2 separate regions of the Hordeum vulgare genome follow, and region 2 is linked to region 1. The links are chromatin contacts, called in public Hi-C maps. All regions are on one chromosome and are shown on one strand. The core of a region is the stretch at or near the end of the contact, and the rest is flanking DNA. Distances in the headings are between cores, read along the strand shown.

Region 1 (2,867 bases), core at 274-2,773:
GGTAGAATGATAAACTCCTTGCTCTTGTGCTTCAAAAGATAGTCTCCTCAACACTCAATCACTCTCTCGTAGATTTGGCATGGGTAGGAGAGATTGATTTTGTGGATTGCAACTTGGGGAGGCTAGAGATCAAGTTTCAGATGGTTGGATTGGAATCCCTTGATCTTAACACATGAGTAGGTGACTCTCTCTCAAAAAAATGGACCTGGCAAGTGTGTGTGTTCTGAGTACTTCCTCTGTGAGTGAGAGGAGGTGGAGGGGTATATATAGGCATCCCCCAAAATCCAACCATTACAATATTATTCCCCAACTCGGTGATACCGAAATGAATCTCGGTGGTACCGAGTTGCACTAAATGTGGCGACTTTTAAATTCTCGGTGAGACCGATATATAAATCTCAGTGGTACTAATGTGATGGCCTAGGGAAGTTTCCAAATCTCGGTGAGACCAATTACAATCTCGGAAATTCCGATTCTTGGAATTTGCTCAACAGAAAGTTGGTCACTATCTTTCGGTGGTACCGATGTGAAAGTTGGTGGTACCGAGAGATTAGGGTTTGGCAAAGGTTCTATCTCTGAAAAATCGGTAGGGCTGAGTGGAAAATATTGGTGGCATCAATTTTCTAGGAGAATGACTGAATATTTTTGGTGGCTATCTCTAAGCACTTGAGCAACCAATTAAACATAATACCTCACCCTCTTTTAATAGTATTGGCTTTCCTCATGTATATAAAAATATTAAAAAAATATTTGGAAAAAATGATGACCAAGTATTTTAAAAATGTAAATGTGTTTAGAAAATGTGTTGATTGTGTGTTAAAAATGTTAATATTGCACTTAAAATGTTTATGAGACATTTGAAAAATATTAAATGTGCATAGTAAAAATGTTGATCATGCATTATAATTTTTTCATATCGTTTTTGAAAAATATAAATCAATTATTTGAAAATATTACGTATGGATAGAAAAAATGTTGATGTGTATTTAAAAAATGTTAATCTTTTATTTCGAAAATGTTAATAAAGTAATTCAAAATTGTTAAAAAAATTCTTTACAAAACATGTCTTTTTTTGACTGAAAATAATAGGAGAGGCTCCTACTATGCTATATTAATATATAATAAATATCTACATGTCTTGGAGACAAGTCCCCAGAAGGAGGAAAAAGGACAATCAGAGTCTAAAGAGTGTTTACAAAACATGTTGACCATGTATTCGAAAAATGTTAAATTTATATTTGTAAAATGTCTAAACATGTATTAAAAAGTGTTCTGGACGTATACACAAAATGTAGATAAAAGAAGTAACTAATGTAAAAAGAATCTACCTTTTGGCCATTAATTTGATCATTACATTGGCTAGGCGTGTTACAAATAAACAAGGAGGGCCAGGGGACTAATCTTGTCCTTGCTTCCATTTTGTTTTAAGATTTGCTAATGGGCCAGCCCAGTTGCTTGTGCGAAGAGCGAGATATAGCTCCAGCCGTCTCGCCACGGGCTAGGGGACCTCCTATGCGCCGCTCGTTGCGGCAACTGCCGAGGGGACGCACACGAGGTCGCCCCTACTGGGCCGGCCCAAGTTAGCGACCAGTAGCGAATATGGAGACCACAAAAAAGGTTAGCGACCAGCAGTTGAAAATCTGAAACATTTCAGTATATTTGTTTTGAAACTTCCGGAACATTTTTTCACATCCAGAACATTTTTTCGAATTCTGGAACATTTTTTTAAATTCCTGAACATTTTTGAAATGTTGAAACATTTTTTCAAATTCTGGAACATTTTTTCAAATTTTGGAACATTTTTACAAATTCCGGAACATTTCTTCAAATTTTGGATTATTTCTTTTGGAAAACTCGAAACTTTTTAATAAAAATATCAGAATATTTTTTCAAATTCCTTAGCTTTTTAAAAATTCCGGAACATTTTTTCCAATCCAGAGCATTTTTTCGAATTCTGGATCATTTTTTTAAAATTTCTGAACATTTTTACAATTTTGGAATTTTTTTTAAATTTCCGAACATTTTTTAAATTCCAAAACATTTTTTCAAATTCCGAAACATTTTTTCAAATTTGATAACATTTTCTAAAAATCAAGAACATTTTTAAAACAAAAACAGAAAAAAAAGGTTCAGAGAATCTTATAAAAAGTTCCAAAACCGGAAAAAAATCGTATGGAGACTTTAGAAGGTTCCTAAAACCGGAGGTGTTGGACATGTAAATGGGCTGGGCCATTACCAAACGCTATGTGGTGCCTCTGTGCGAAGCCTCGACTTTTCGACGCAGAATGCGGCGAATAGGGATTTCCAGGGTCAAACCTAGTTGTCTATCCTCGCGCGAATTTGTCGACAAATCACAGAATCAATCAAGACAAGGATACCATAATGGACCGGCCAAGTGGTAGCCGTGTACACAAAATATAGGACCAACGGTGACCGAATCAGGTTCGTGTTTTTTTTCTTAAAGTAAATCCCGTCGCTTAATTTACTGATTTTTTCTTCTTCTATTATTTCTTCAAGAAATCCTGAAAAAAGAGATTCATTAAAAAATCGGATTAAATAAAAACATTTCAGAAATATTAGAAATTGTGACAAAATGTTCATTTTCTTTGTTCATTAAATCTGCCCATTTACAATTGTTCAAATATTTAAAACGTGTTGATTTTTCAAATATGTTTAGGAATCTTTACCTAATAATAAAGAGGCCATCGCTTCCGTCGGAAAACCCACCGAGGTGATTTACAAAAAAGCCTTACTGTTTATGACATTAAACTCGTAGTATATATTAAATATTTTTTTAAATACTCATATCTTTTAAACCGTAACTTCAAATTTAACATATTATACATGGAATTTGATTAGAAAAATAT
Region 2 (2,867 bases), core at 268-2,767, 670 kb after region 1:
TGCGAGGGAGCTCCTAAGCCGTGCCTTCAGCGCCGCTACACATTACTAGCGCACACGCATTGCCCAACTGGGCTTGGCCCAATAAGGTTGATTTACCCGTTCGCTAAGACCGCTCGGGCCACTGCGCAACGAACTTGTAAGAGCGTAAAAAATAGCAAAAAAAGTGGCCTTTCCACAATTCGAACTTGAGCCAAGGTCCTTACATACGAGTGTGCATCACCACAAAAACGACACGACTTCCTTGAATTAGGAAAGCACCAAAAGTATAAAAAAAGCTCGTGGTGATATCTATAGCATGTGTATTGTATCACTCAGTTTCCTGAATTAATTTTAAAAAACTAACGGATTTGAATAATTCCATCAATTTAGAAAAAAAAATCGTCATTTTTTAATAAAAGTTCACAATTTAAAAAAACTTCATTAATTTTTTAAAAATCTCATCAATTTTTTAAAAATCATTTATTTGAAAAAAATTCATTCATTTTGAAAAAGTTCATCGATTTTGAAAACATTCCATCTATTTGAAAAATGCTCATTGATTTTGAAGAAAAGTTCATTGATTTTGAAAACAACATCGATTTTTTTAAAGTTCATCAATTTTCCAAAAAAAAATCATCGATTTGCAAAAAGTTCATCGATTTTGGGGAAAAATACATCATTTTCAAAAAAAGATCATCCATTTGAAAAACATTTATTGATTTTGAAAAAAACCCATTAATTTTAAAAATATTTCATACATTTTGAGAAAAAGTTCAAATAATTGTAAAAAGTTCATAAAATTTTAAAAATAAGTTCCTCCATTTATAAAAAGGTTCATCAATTTGAAAAAAAGTTCACGAGTTTCGAAAAGTTCTATTCATGGATTAAGAAAAGAAGTTCCTCTATTTGAAGAAAAAAAATAGGAATTTCAAAAAAAGAAAACGATAAATGAAAAAAGGGAAAAAGGAAAAACAGAAAACAAAAATGGAAAAAGGAAAACAAAGAAAAGAAATAAAATGCAGATTCTGGTCTGTTGCCGGGTGTTGTCACGAGCGAACCGTCAAGAGCTAGTTGTGTGGTTCGAATCCGAGGAACTGTGGATTTGCTAAGCGGCGCCTGCAGTGCTCCGCAATGGGCCGACCCATCTAGAAATTTTTCATGAACTTTTTTAGTCAGTGAACTTCATTTGAAATCGGTGAACTTTTTTGAAAAAACGATGTTTTTTAAAAAAAAATTGGTGCACTTTTTTGAAAATCGATGAATATAATTTAAAATTCATGAACTTTTTTCAATCAGTGAACTACTTTCAAAAATTGATGAACTATTTTTTCAAAATCGATGTTTTTTTCGAATACTTTAAAAAAATTGAAAATTCATGAACATGTAATCATTGATTTTTTTACGAAAGTCTGAACTTTTTAAAAATTCTGTGAACTTTTGTCGATTTTTTAATAACAAACCCCTTTTATATGGGCCGGCCCACGAATAGGGGCGCTGCAGGCGCCCGTTCCGCTAATGTCGCCTGAAGCGCCACATAGGAGGTCCCCAAAGGAGCACCCAACTAGGCCGGCCATCCGCACTGTAGGGAATCGATGTACTGTAGCAAACCGCACTGAAGCTACTCGACTGTTGTGATCAAACTTTTTCTAAAAAAATTCTGTCAGTTTTAATAATAAAACATGAACATATTTTGTAAAACGGAAAAACTATTTTGAAGTTTCAAAAAATGAAATTTATGAACGTTGTTTATAATTACATACAAATTTTTAGTTTTGATTTTTTTTCTGAAATTCTTACCAAATTTTAGAAATCCTGTTTGTTTTTAAAGTGCAAATATTTTTTATCATTTCCAAACAAATATTAGAAATATCGATCATTTTTTGAATTTTCTAAATGATTAAAAAATTCCAAACATGTTTTGAAATTTTTGATATTTTTTTTATTTCCGACCAAATTTGGAAAACGGGTTTGTTGGTTTGGTAATATTTTAGTTGGTTTCGTAATATTTTTAGTTTGTCCTTCTATTTATTGTTTGTCCACGTTTTTTAGGTCAACATAGATGTCTAATTTAGTGAAGTTAGGTTTTTACTATGGCCCTGATACTGTTTAAACAAATGAGATGGGAGTTGATGTGAGTGAATTTCAGTACATTAAGATGTCAATGACTGCCCCTGAAATATATATTGTTAGTCAGTTGACACAATGGCTGGACGGATGTTTAGTGTTACTGAAACAGACAACATCGATGCTCATGCATTATGGATTCGGTCCAGTTCAAAAAAATTATTTTATATGAAGCAAATATAGTGAGACTCTGATGGATGCACTGGTTACTAGCTTGCAATATCGGCGGGAACTAAGAATCGGAAAACTATGACAGGAGATATCGGCGGGAACTAAGAAGCACGGGAAGTCACAAGCGGGAAATTATGACGGAAGATATCGGCGGGAACTAAGAAGCGGGAAACTATGACAGAAAGTTAGAAGTAGGAAATTATGGCGGACTATTTTTGCCGATCACCAAAAAGTCTTAATTACGCTGAAAAGTATGAGCGGATGCACCTATCAGCTTTGCCAAAATCAACTGAAACTAATTGGTTACTATTAAGCCAATTAATACTAAATAGTCATGCTTAAGCCGACTCGAGATGCATGGGGCGGACGAGTGGCTTATCGGTTTAGCCAAAGCCGATAAGCACTAATCGACTACAGTGAAGCCGACTGGAGCCGGTCGTCTTTGACTAGACTGACGCTGTTATATTTTTCAAAGATGTTTCAACGGCATAATATTTTTCAAATTTAATAAAAAAATGTATTATTAAAAAATTAGCTTTAAACGTTACATTAGCCATGTGCAAATTGTTTATTTACTGAAGTTTGTAGGCTTT

What was found. Hi-C and Micro-C count contacts between places; a contact is called where the count stands out from the background.
Region 2: a Hi-C map of seedling shows a contact between it and region 1, with 8 times the contacts expected there. The contact joins two enhancer-like sites. A contact is called at or near these places in 3 of 6 Hi-C or Micro-C datasets (leaf and seedling) and 1 of 1 datasets of contacts at active chromatin or transcription factors (embryo).

Annotation. Positions count from the first base shown.
Region 1 is chr6H:456,101,093-456,103,959 of MorexV3_pseudomolecules_assembly, forward strand. No RefSeq gene overlaps it. Among protein-coding and RNA genes, the nearest start is that of LOC123404302, 160 kb to the left of the region's middle. Within about 2 kb of position 1,524, at least 3 of the 3 cell types and tissues checked have open chromatin away from gene starts, as enhancers often do. A contact at or near this core is called in leaf and seedling, where this site is marked.
Region 2 is chr6H:456,770,669-456,773,535 of MorexV3_pseudomolecules_assembly, forward strand. No RefSeq gene overlaps it. Among protein-coding and RNA genes, the nearest start is that of LOC123406433, 11 kb to the right of the region's middle. Within about 2 kb of position 1,518, at least 3 of the 3 cell types and tissues checked have open chromatin away from gene starts, as enhancers often do. A contact at or near this core is called in leaf and seedling, where this site is marked.